Regions from separate parts of the Mus musculus genome. Here region 2 is linked to region 1. The links are chromatin contacts, called in public promoter capture Hi-C maps. All regions are on one chromosome and are shown on one strand. Each heading gives the region's core, a stretch centred on a gene start, on an enhancer-like site or on the middle of the called end of the contact. The rest is flanking DNA. Distances are from core to core; before and after follow the strand shown. Region 1 holds the start of Plod1 (procollagen-lysine, 2-oxoglutarate 5-dioxygenase 1). Region 2 overlaps Mthfr (methylenetetrahydrofolate reductase).

Region 1 (5,958 bases), core at 1,916-4,415:
GACTTCAAACAATTCCTAGGCCCAAAAGATCCTTTCTCAGCATCCCCAGTCCCTAGAATCAAAGGCATTTGTCCAGCTTTTTACCCATTTTTATTTTCACACAAAAATGAATGCTAAGAGCCCAGCAGTGGTGGCACATGCTGTTAGTCTTAGCATTTAAGAGGCAGGGCAGGTAATTCTCGGAGTTGGAGACCAGCCTGGTCTACAGAGTTCCAGGACAGCCAGGACTACACAGAGAAACCCTGTCTTGAAAAACTAAAGTGGGCTGGTGAGATGGCTCAGCGGTTAAGAGCACCGACTGCTCTTCCAAAGGTCCTGAGTTCAAATCCCAGCAACCACATGGTGGGATCCGTAATGAAATCTGATGCCGTTTCCTGGAATGTCTGAAGACAGCTACAGTGTAAAAAAAAAGAAAGAAAAAGAAAAACTAAAGCAAGCAAGCAAGCAAACAAACACCCCAGAGCTCAGTAGCACATTTTAGCCAGTTGTTGTACACATATCTTTAATCTGACTCTTCAAGAGGCAGGGGCAGGTAGATTTTACTAAGTTCAAGGCTAGCCTGTCTACACAGTGAGACCATATTTCAAAACAAACTAAAACAACCACACTTTTTTTTTTAGCAGACTATTAGCTCAGAACAGAATATTCCTCTAGCACTAGTGATTTCCCAGAACCTTAAAGTTAAAATAAAAATCTAATGGCAAGATGGCTCAGCAGGTAAAAGCATTCGCCAGCAAGTGTGATGACCTAAGTTCTGTACCTAGGACCTATGTGGTAGAAGGAGAGAGCTGACGCCTCTATGTGCACATTGTTGTATGTCCAAATCAGAAGATGGTATGGGATCCCTGGAGTTACAGGCACGTGTGAGTTGCCAGTCTCTTAACTGCTGAACCATCTCTCCAGCTCCACTTTTTAATGGATGACAGGAGGAAACCGCATGCATGTTTGTGTGTGGACAACTTCCCATCCTGAAGTTGTCCAGCAGTTTCCTATTAAATTGGAGTCCTGTGCCTTTAACAGTCCATTGCACGTGGAGCACGTACTAGAAATACTAGAGGCAACATCTGGGCAGCAGCCACCACCTCTTGCTTAAAGAAACAGGCCACCCTACACGAAGCTTGGATTGGGCTCAAGTTCTAGCAATTTGATGAAACAAACAGGAAACAGGTTCCAAAAGAGTAAGGCCAGGCTTCACAAGAGTGAATTCTTCCTCTTGAAAGGTCAGGCAGTTTATAAAACTGATCCCTCTTTTAATTTGTACTCTGATGACTGCCCAGGAATGTTTTCTATCTGGCGTATATCGCTGTAGGCAGTTCTAGCTGGGAGCTGGCTGATGCTTCCTTACTGTGGTCCCACATCAGGTGTGTGATGCCAGGCAGATGATACTGCTTCGAGCCTTAGTTTCTTGTTTTGCAAACAGAAGTGACAGCTTTACGAGAAAGGCAGTTGTGAGCTTGGAGGAAGAGCTTTGAAAATCGAGCCAGCCAACAAGGCTGGCTGGTTCTTCCCCCATTTACACTTGTACTTCCTCCTCCAAGGGTTTGGAGATCTCAGTCCTCAACCTTCTGGGTCTAAAACACCCGGCGGATGCTGGTGGATGCTTGGCGCCAAGTCCTGTCTCCAGCTGCAGCAGCTCCTGGCTCTAAGTCCCTGCTAGGAAGCAAATGTTCTAGATTCTGCTGAGGTCGCTTCCTCTGGTTGGTCTTGTGACTTTGAGCTTGCTGCTGGATAGCCCTGGGCCTCTCTTCTACCATCTGTGAGAGTGTGAGTTGACCTCTGCACAATGAGGTGGACGCCCATTTTTCCAGCCTGTTCTTATTTCCCAGAAAGGACACGTGGTTCTTCAATTGTACAAGTATTGTACATCTTTCTCAAGAAAAAGAGAAACAAGAAAAGAAGAACGATTCCCAATAATATGACCTAGAAACGCTGCATAAGTTATGAACATGTTTATTCCACAACTTGGAAATAATCATTGCAAACATTGGTCTGTAAGTTTCCTGTGTTGGGGGTGGGTGTGTGTTGTTGAGGTCTCACACAGTCCACACTAGCCTCAAGCTATATGGTCACTAGCTCTACGGCTGAGCATGTCTTGAACTCCTGATCCTGCTATGCCTCCTGAGTGCTGGGATTCCAGCTCGCTTTGACACCTTCTTCCTCCCTTCTCTGACTGAGTCTGGCTGTGCAGCTCAGGCTGGCTTTGGACAATGGAGCTCTTCTACCTCCTGAGTGCTAGGATTTGGGCAGACCCCACCCTACCCCACCCAACCTTGTTTTGACCTATCTGCTAGGCAGAGGATCTATCTTTAACAATGAGTCATACTGAAGAGAAAACCTTTCCCACTTAGCATCCTGTAGATGCCTGTTTCCTTTGTGAAAGACCAAATCTCCCTAACTCCCTGATTTCGTCAAGCCCCTCCTCCCCCGCCCTCCCGAACCCTGCCCTAGGATCTAATCTGTGGGACTGAGATTCCAGGGTCCCTGTTTGAGCTCTCTTCTACGGCTTGACAGATTTTGTCTAAATGTAGATGTGCTTGGCTCACATCTGGACCAGGAACCCTTGCTCCAGAAACTTTTGACCTTCTTTTACTTTGTCTGTGAATGGCACTGAAAATTTTCACTCCATCCACTTAGCCCTCATTCATCCATCCACTCACTCACCCATCCATCCATCTGGCCCCCCATCATCCATCTATCCAGCCAGCCAGCCACTTACCCATCCATCCACCTATACCGCCATCCAACCATCCACTCACTCACCCACTTACACACCCACTTATCCATCCATCTAATACCCCCCCCCCACCATCACCACACACACACACATCCATCCCATAATTAACCGCTGCAATTTCCTTGACTACTTTCTGATTTCCTTCCAGGGAGCGGAAAGTTGAATTAAGTGATTCTCTTTTGGGAGCTGGGGCTAGACTTTATATATATATTCCCACCATCGCGGTGCAGATGATATTAAGTCTCCTCTTCTAGACATCAAGGCCTCGCCCTCCTCGCCCACTTGGAGAGAAGCGGGGGAGGGAGAGCATGGACGGTCCGGCATCGGGACCCAGGGGGCACAACGACCTGCCCCAAGTCTGGAGGACCTAGAAGCCTAAGCAGGAAAACCCTTCCCCGAGGCGGGCGGAGGCGTGCGCGGCACCGCCCCCGGGGCGGGCTCAGTGCGTGGCAGCGCCCGCCGGCCCCGTCGCGAAGTTTCCAGTTCAGCTTCTGTCTCAGTGCCGGCGGGTTGTTCCCGAGACTCCGCTATGCGGTCCCTGCTGCTCCTGGCCCCGTTGGCCTGGCTTCTTCTGGTCCAGGCGAAGGATGACGCCAAGCTAGAGGGTGAGGACGCGGCGGCGGAGCTGTGCCTGGCCGTCTGTCTCGCCGAGGACCGGGGTGTCCAGGCGACCTGGGCTGGAAGGGGGGGAGCCGGGGAGCTGGGTTGCGGTCATCTGTCCACTTGCCCGCGGGTGACTCCGGTAGATCACTTCCTCTCATGGGGTCGGGATTCCTAGGTTTGTGCTGCGGGCAGAGGAGGGGACAGCCGAAGTACACTCTCCCCTTGCGCGCCCCCTACCCTCATTTGGCGCTCAGAGGAGTCCATGATCACAATTCCCATAATAAGTAGCAAGACTCCCGTTTATCGTACACGATCTGCTGCAGCCTGGCCTCACTAGTTAAGCACCAGTTAAATACGTTTGCTGGAAGTGTTTTCTTATGTTAACCCCGTTTTCCAGCTTTACAAACTGAGGCTCCAAATCAGCCGCATTCTCCAGGGCATCCTGTTTTCTTCCACCCATGTTGCTGGAGACATGGGAGTTGGCCTGAACATGGTGGGTGGTAGGAATGTGGAGGGCTCCGGTGGGTGAGCCCTGTTGGTAAGAGCACTTGCCTAGCTCGCATGCAGCCCAGGGTTTGGTCCCCAGCGCTGCATAAACTAAACATAGTTGTGCATGCTTATAACCCCAGTACTCAGGGAGGTTGAAGCAGGGTTATCAGAAGTCCAAGGTCATCCTCAACTACACGAAGGGTTAAAGTCAGTCTAGACTACATGAGACCCTGACCAAAAAGGAAAGAAAGGAAGAAAAAAAAAAAAAAAAAAAAAAGGAAAGGAAAAGAACCTGGCTTTGAAACCCATGTGCTGGGAGCCACAGGTTTTTGCATGCCTGCTCCGTCTTCCATCTGTGCTCAGTTATACATAGGGTCACACGCCTTTCGCGTTGGTGATGCACAGTTTTTGAGAAGCTTGGTATTTTAGACTCCAACACAGAGTGGCAAGACCTCATTTCTAGAGATCACAAGAGATTCCTCAAATAAGACCAGCCCCTGAGTCCCCTTAAAGTCAAGGCTCTGGGCATTTTCTCTCCAAGCTCAGAGCAGCTAGGTTTGTTGTTGTTGTTGTTTTGGGGTTTTTTTGTTTGTTTGTTTGTTTTGGTAGGGTCTAATCTAGCATCAAAGGAAGATAGATAAGAGACTCTGATAAGTCCCGACTACAGAGTTGGTAATGTGTGCAAAGGCCCACCTAGTGGCAGGAACCTGGAGCCCAGTGGCAGCCATTTTTTCTCCATTTCACTTTCTCCTGCTTCTGCTGATGCGTGCTCGGATACTCCAGACCATCCCAGTTCCAAGAGCCTCAGTTGCCCTCTAGGAAGCCCAGAACTCAGCTCCCGCTCTGTGCCAAGAATGGAGGCGTCACCGGCAGACACTGTGTTCCACACTTCAGACACTCATTTGGGTCTTCACATTAATCTCTGAAAGGGGGCTCCTTCATCCATGGTTCCTATGGTGGAGTTCAGGAAGGCTAAATTCCTTGCTGAGCCAACTGTTCGTAACACTCTGCTCTTCCACCATGCCTCTTTCATCTCTGCTGACTGGGGTCATAGTTTGTCCATCTGGGGACATCATTACTGGACTTTGGGCAGCAGGAGGGGAAGGCTGAGCTTTCAGGTGGCCAGGCCCATGTGGCCCTGGTGGCTGTTGAGGTTGGGTGGGGGTGGGGCGAGGGGGTAGGGTGGGGGTGCTATCCTGGTGGAACCCATACCTCCTGTTGATACTTTGTGGGTGGCCCAGAGCTCTGATGGGCTTGATGGTGGACTGGAGAGGGTACCTGCATGGGTGGAGACTGGAGAAGCCCCAGTGGTTCTGGATTCTATCTCCAGTCAGCTGTTCTACCATGCTGGGTGCTGTAGTGGATCAGGGGTATGAACGTGGCTGGGTGTGGTGGTGGATGCGCACCTTTGACCCCAGAACTCGGGAAGCAGGGGCAGGGGCAGGGGCATCTCTATGAGTTTGATGCTAGCCTGGTCTACAGAGTGAATTCCTGGACAGCCAAGGCACTTTCTGGCCTATGATATTCTTCCTGCCCCCTTTTGGCATGAGGGCCTCAGAACGGGTGACTAGATTGGTTCTCCTCAGCTTCAGGGAGACTTTAACTTTTCAGACAAGAGTTGGTGGGAGCTCTTCCTCTCATGTGTGCTGCATCTTTCTTCTCTGGACTCCTAGGGTCAAGTGGGGCGGGTACTCCTCCACAGCTGTTTATAGCATCATCTGCTCCTGCCCAAGCCCCTGAACCTACCCTACTGTATCCTGCCAATTCCTGCTTTGCCTCTGGCACTTGCTACGGGGACAGCTTCCTGTCTAAGCAGTTTGCTAGACCTGGTCTCCTTTGTTCTCTCAGCTCAAACTCCTGACGTTCAGAGGTAGGGGAAGGGGAAGGCCCTCCCTGTCTGCTGCTGGCCTGGCTGGTTTGTTTTTGTTGTTATTGTTTGGTTGGTTGGTTTTGTTTTTGAGTGGGGGGTGTTCTGTTCATTTTGGTAAGTGGGAGTCCTGGATTCAGAGGAGCCACTGAATGGTGGGCCTGTCCTCCAGCTTCCAGGGACAAACGTCTGAGTGGGAATCACAGGGGTTGACAGCGAGGAAGGAGAGGGGCCACTGTCATGCCTGGCCCTGGGATTTTTGGCA
Region 2 (6,016 bases), core at 1,242-3,741, 120 kb before region 1:
AGACAGCAATTTTTTTTTAATTGGAAAAATGCAATGTGCTCATTTTAGAAAATAAAGTAGAAATTTGGGTTTTTCTCTTTTCTGTACCAAAAAGTCACCTTCAGACCAGAAGTTCTTAGCTCTGACACAACAGTGAGAGGCTGAAGGCCTATCAGGAGGAGAGAGATAATCACAAATGCCAGGTGCAAGAAACAACACTGCCTAGAGGTCTGCAGATGTAACTAGGGGACTCAGCCCAAGTCCCTGGCAGGCTAGACAGTGTTCCCAAAGACAATCTGGCCTCACCAAGACTCTTGCTCAGATGCCAGAGGAACAGAATTAACTTTGGAAAGAACATAAGGCATCAAAGTGGCTTTGCCTTTGAAACAGAATTGCAAGACTAGCGTTGCTGGGTTTCAGAATCCTCGTACGGGCTCAGGGTGCTGGCACACCATGGGCCTCATGCTGTTGGGCTTGTTGATGTTACAGGCTTTGTAGACCCAGCTTATACAGTCCAGGTGGCTTCAAGCTCATGAGGCAGCCTCTCGCCCTCTTGCCTCAGCGTCGTGAAATTTCACCAGTACACTAGAACCTTTTAAAAGTATATGTACTTTCATTCTCTTCTTGTTAGTGAAGGCAGGGCTGATATGCTGATAAACTGAGGTTTCTAGAAACACGCAGACACTGAGAATGGTACCCAGGGTCCTGCTCTTTACCACAGGTTCATGCATGCCCAGGTAGCCTTCCCCTGGCAACACGTGCAGGTGGCGAGCCATTCTGTGGTGCTGTGAATCCCCTGTGTATGCTGCATTAGTTGGGAGCCCAGACCTTGGAGTCAGGCCACATGTGAGAGGCAAGGCTTCGGCAACATCTAAAGCTTAATTCAGGAGCATAATGTCAATCTCAGGGCTGGCCTGAGCTCCACCGCAGTACTGAGCCAGCCTCTGCTTAGATGTTTTCAGCCAACGGGGAGGATGGTCAGAGGGAGCTGTGCCACTACGGGTGGCTTGCCTCATCTGGGGGTCTTGGGACTCCTGAGTGTCAGGTGAAGCGCCCCATTATGCACGCAGGTGGGAGCCTGCTCTGGCAGGAGGCAGGCAGGACCCCCTTGTGGTCAGCAGGGTCAAGCCCATTGCAGTTGGTCCTTGTCCCCCTGCTCTTCCTTCAGACTCACAGCTGCTGGCCACCTGCTGTAGAGAATGTGCTGCTCAGCCTGGCACGGCCACATGGAAGAGGCACAGAGGACCACAACCTGGGCTTTGAGTCTCAGTCCTCAGGCCACACCCTTTGAAACAATGCCCCTGTCCATCTCTTCTTGAGTGTCCCAGCTACTTGAAGAATTCCCTTCTTTTCCCATTAGCGCCTTGGGCCAGCCCACAGCCTGGAGACTTGAGGGGTAGGTGGGTGGGGCTTCTGTTCTTTTAAATCAAGGCATCATCCTCTCCTGACCCAAGTCTCCTTTTCAGGTGTCACAGAGAGACCCCTCTGCCCAGCCCTCGAGTTCTGGCTGCCACTGCCTGCACGGGCCCTCCACTGGCCCCCTACAGGAATAGGTGAGCCCTGCAGCTCTGAGACTAGGGCCCTGAAGGGCCAAGGCCAGGCTCCTCAAAGGTGGACCAGCTGTGCATGGGAGGGGTGGTCAGTCCCTTCAGGCAAGGGATTTTTCAACTCTGGCAGAATGGCCGAGCCTGGGCCTCTTGTTCTTTGCTGTTGAAGAGGTTAGATGTTCTTGGCCTGCAGGGACAGGTACCTATAGTGTTGGCATAGTCAGGTTTCCCAGCAGGCCTGGAGCCTGGCAAGGGCATGGCAGCGCTGGGTAGATGTTCACTGGGTGGAGCAGCTGTCTTGGGCTCTGGTAGGGAGGCTCAGCTCCTCTGTACCAAGCAGAGGCCCTGGGAACAACTCCCCACTCATCCTATGTATCCCTTGGCTAGCTGGAGGCACTAACTACTAATTGCACCTCATGCCCAAAGCCTTAGGGATGGGCTCAGGTGTGATCACTTATTAACATTTCTTAGGTGATGGCCCCTTGTCACATCTCCTTCACCCTGGGGTGGCAGCAGAAGGGCCAGGGCTGACAGGATGGCAGAGGATCTTTTCTATCAACTCTCTCTGTAGCTCAGACAATGGCACCTGGAACAGGCGTGGAGGACATGGCAGAAAAAGGTCCTTCAGCTCCGGGTGGCTCAACAGCTACACCAGAGAGAAGAGAGCCGGGTCCTTTTCCAGGTGACTTTACCTTGGTTCACCCAGCCAGCCCTCCAAGACCAGTGCCACCTCCAGGCTGAGCCAGGGAGAGGGGAGGGTGTCCCTGCTCACCACCCTGCGCTATCCTCATTCAGTTGAATTGGCCATTGGTTACAGAGCACACAGCCTGGACATTAGAGCCCTTGACTAGGGGCCTCAAGCCCAGCCAAGTATCAGTTTCACTCACTCAGAGAACCAGTCTGTTTGTGGCAGTGGCTCCCCATGCTGGTCCTTGCAGGGCCTGCGTCCAGAACAGATGTCTTGTTTGCAGGTCACGGGGCATAGCTTCCCGGGTCACAAGTCCAGTCTATTCTGAGCCTAGATATTTGGGCAGAGACAGGGTGGGCTGGCTGCCAGGGCAAAGGAAAGGGCCTCTGGTTGAGACACACAGAACATGGCTTAGGTGTCAAGTCTGACAGGCCCAGTACAGACCCTGGAGGGAGCCTGAGACAAGCAGTACTTCCTGCCCTGCCTCCAAGCCTTTGAAAAGTGGCACCAGCGTTTGGTAGCCAAGAGCCCATGAGAAGAACTAGCAGCAGCCTGTGCTCCTGGAAACAGTTTACAGTGGCTCAGGTGTAGCAGGCATGGGGTGAGTAGGGGCCAGCAGCAGCTATGAAATATTCCTGAGAAATAAGAGAACCAAGCCCAGCCTTCCGAGGGAGGGAACAGGCCCACAGTTGGAGGGGCCAGCGCCTGGAGCTCTGGGACAATAAAAGGACCTCCTCCTCCTGGCTGCTTCTGCTCATTCTCTCCAAGGCTGCTCTCCACTGCAGTCACCCAGGCCTGGGAGACGAGGGCAGGAACCCCCTGCTCTCCCTAAGTTGCTCTACGGACCGCTTTCTCCCATTCCCTGACTCAAACAAGACCAGCAGGCTGGGAGCAGTCATCTGTGCCTGCCAGTCACTGCCCCAGGCAGCCAGGCCTGAGGGCTGACTGGGGAGGAGTGCCAGGGACAGCCCCTAGTCTAGGCCCAACAGAGAAGACGGTGCAGCTGGCAGGAGTCTGCTCAGAAGCAAGGGAGCAGGCTTCATACAGCCACGGGAAGAGCTGGGCCCTGCCCAGGTAAATCTCGCTAAGAGGACAGAAAACAAGGCCAAGAGCAAGCCTCCATTGAGGACAGAACGCTTTTAACCCTGAAGGGGCACTTTCTTCCCAGCCACAGAACAGACACAACCAACCTTCTGCAGAGGCAGAACTCCTGCACTCTTTGGCCTAAGATGGCAAGAAAGGCTTGTGTTACCAGCCAGGCCTCTCTTGGGGACCTGGTGTGTAGTCCGCTGAGCAGGGAGGAGGTTTCTGTACCCTCATTTGCACATCTCTTCCTACCTCCTTCAGTATTTCACAGTGCCTACTGTCTGTCTCACACAGACCCCAGGTCAAAGTTCACCTCCTAGAGGCTGCCTTGGTGCAGTGGCTGGGCAATCTCTGGTCTCCTCCCCCTGAGGATGGAGGCGCTTGCCACAGCAAGAACACGGGCTCTGGGCTTGAGCAGAGAGCATCAGCCTCCTCGACGGGGCATCTTAGGTCCAGCCAGAGCCGGGACGCTTCCTGCTAGTCTAGCTGCCATTATCCTGTGTAGAGAGATGAGGGAGAGGGGCTCCAGGTGAGGAAGATACCGGGATGCAGGCTCACGGAGCCTGTGTCTCTCTCTCCGTGGTGTGCCTGTTGAGGGATGCAGGCTCACAGAGCCTGTGTCTCTCTCTCCATGGTGTGCCTGTTGAGAGATGCAGGCTCATGGAGCCTGTGTCTCTCTCTCCGTGGGATGCCTGTTGAGCAGCTCAAACGTGTCCTCCACCACCTGCCACAGGCAGCTGTCCAGCGGGAACTCGTTGTCCACCAGGTTGACCAGGAAATAGTTGTCATGGATGTATTGGATGATCATGCGGGATGGCGACTCCTCCTCGTATAGCTTGCCCCACTGCTCGATCCACAGGGCAAAGGCCTCATCCTACGTGTGGACAGAGACACACGAGCAGGGTCAGCACGGCTGGTACCTCCAGGTCTGGGCCCCTGCTGTCTCCCTGCAGGCCACCCAGGTAACAGCAAGACAGAGCCACTCCAAGCTAGCCCAGAAATAAACACCATGTGCTAACATACGGCCTTCAGGGCCAAGTCTACCCTGCCTGGGGTATGGTTTTCGGCTACGTGTTTGGGACTATTGTCTGGCCAGGGCTCTCACGGTAGCCAGGGTCCTCCACTCCCTCCCACTCCCTTACCTTCCAGAACATGAAGCTGATGGGGTCCACCACAGTAGGCTGGATGATCTCTCGACCCGGGAAGATGCCCCACGTCACGGCATTGGGCTGCAGCTCAGGGGCATTAGTGATGTTCTCTCCCTGAGAACAGAGGCAGGGCTGAGGAGGGTGACCGAAACCTCCCACTGCTCATAAGCCCTCCTGGTCTGCCAAAACCCATCACCCTCTGCTTAAATCAGAGCCTAGAGGCATCCTGACTGAACTTCTATTCTGCCTTGCACTCACACACACACACACACACACACACACACACACACACACACACACACATACACACACACACACACACACACAAGGACTTGCTTATAACCCAGGCTGGCCTTGAACTCAGATCGTCCAGCAATTGGCTGACCTAGTGCTGGGGTTATTAGGCTTTTCTGCGGCTTCTTATCTAGACCTACAGTAGCAGCCCGGCTTTCTACCTGGGCCACAAGGGTCCCCATGCGGTCCCGTGGTCCTTGCCACTCTCCTAGTTGCCTGCTGTGATCTTTGTAAAAAGAAATAGAGGCGCTGGGCAGTGGTGGTGCACATCATTAGTCCCAGAGGCAGGTGGATCTCTGAGTTCAAGGCCAGCTTGGTTGTCTGCAGAGTGAGTTCCTGGACAACCAGGGCTATACAGAAAAACCCTGTCTCAAAAAAACAAAAACAGAAACAAAAACAAAAAAAAAAAAAAAAACAAGAAAAAAAAGAAAGAAGGAAACAAAGAAAAAAAGAAGTGGAGCCAGGCACTGTGCCCTGGGGAGGAGGGCTCCCTTTGCTTTTGGTAGTCTCCAGGCCTCAGACAGGACAGCATGACAGCCACCACGTCCTGCCATCTGCAGTTTCTCCACAGGCAGTGCAGGGCAGAGCCTCTCCTCCTGCTTAGTCTTTGTCCTTACAAAGATTCAGACCAGGGCCTGGGGACGTGGTACGGTGGGTAAGAGGCTTGCTGCGCATGTTTGGATCCCATGTAAAAAAGCTGTGTATGGCTCTGCATGTGCCCGTCACCCTAGCACTGGTGATCACAGCTCTGGGTTCAGTGAGAGATACTGTCCCAAGGGAATAAAGCAAAGAGTGACACAGCAGGATACCAGACATCCTTCTCTGGCCTCCATTTGAGAGAACATGCATGTGTGTGTGTGTGCACACATAGACACCCTGTACCTCTGCAGTGAGACATCTCTCCTCTGGAGCCTGTAGCATCCTACACTGAATCTGCCTTTCCTACTTACACAGATTTGTCACGGCATATATTCATCTACCTCACAGTCTGGGGGCCTGCCTCCATCTGGTCTGTCTGTCTTGTACAATATGTCTGGCTTAGGCTGGGCATTTGAGGACTGTCAGAATAAATGTAGGTGTTTTCAAGCCTTGCTGCCGTCTAAGCCGGAGGGAGCTGGCTTACCTTCACGTCCACGATGTGGTAGTTGACCCGCAGCTCGTATGTCTTCAGCACCTGCAGAAGCGCCTCCACAGTTTCACGGGAGGTGAAGAATTCGAGGTAGGCCTGAGGGAGAATACACCCAACATGTCAACCCCACTACTTGCCAAGTTCT

The links. Promoter capture Hi-C pulls out the DNA fragments that hold promoters and counts their contacts.
Region 2: a contact with region 1 is called in a promoter capture Hi-C map of liver. The contact joins the enhancer-like site here to the promoter of Plod1 in region 1. A contact is called at or near these places in 15 of 39 promoter capture datasets (the 3T3-L1 cell line, the C10 cell line, the HPC-7 cell line and 10 more), 14 of 484 Hi-C or Micro-C datasets (B cells, CD8 T cells, Kupffer cells and 9 more), 12 of 115 datasets of contacts at active chromatin or transcription factors (bone marrow-derived macrophages, effector CD8 T cells, embryonic stem cells and 6 more) and 4 of 9 other capture datasets (adipose tissue, embryonic stem cells, liver and 1 more).

What each region holds. Positions count from the first base shown.
Region 1 is chr4:147,933,983-147,939,940 of GRCm38.p6, reverse strand. It overlaps Plod1 (procollagen-lysine, 2-oxoglutarate 5-dioxygenase 1), which reads left to right and starts at 3,165. Exons shown (of 19, transcript NM_011122.3): 1 at 3,165-3,339. The coding sequence starts at 3,264. It also overlaps a transcript of 2510039O18Rik not described here.
Region 2 is chr4:148,053,531-148,059,546 of GRCm38.p6, reverse strand. It overlaps Mthfr (methylenetetrahydrofolate reductase), which reads right to left. Exons shown (of 12, transcript NM_010840.3): 10 at 5,866-5,967; 11 at 4,443-4,562; 12 at 1-4,174. The coding sequence ends at 3,959. It overlaps Gm13201 (a long non-coding RNA gene), which reads left to right. Exons shown (of 10, transcript XR_004691353.1): 10 at 1,446-1,554. Among named protein-coding and RNA genes, the nearest start is that of Mthfr, 17 kb to the right of the region's middle. Within about 2 kb of position 2,491, at least 17 of the 459 cell types and tissues checked have an H3K27ac peak or open chromatin away from gene starts, as enhancers often do. A contact at or near this core is called in adipose tissue and liver, where this site is marked.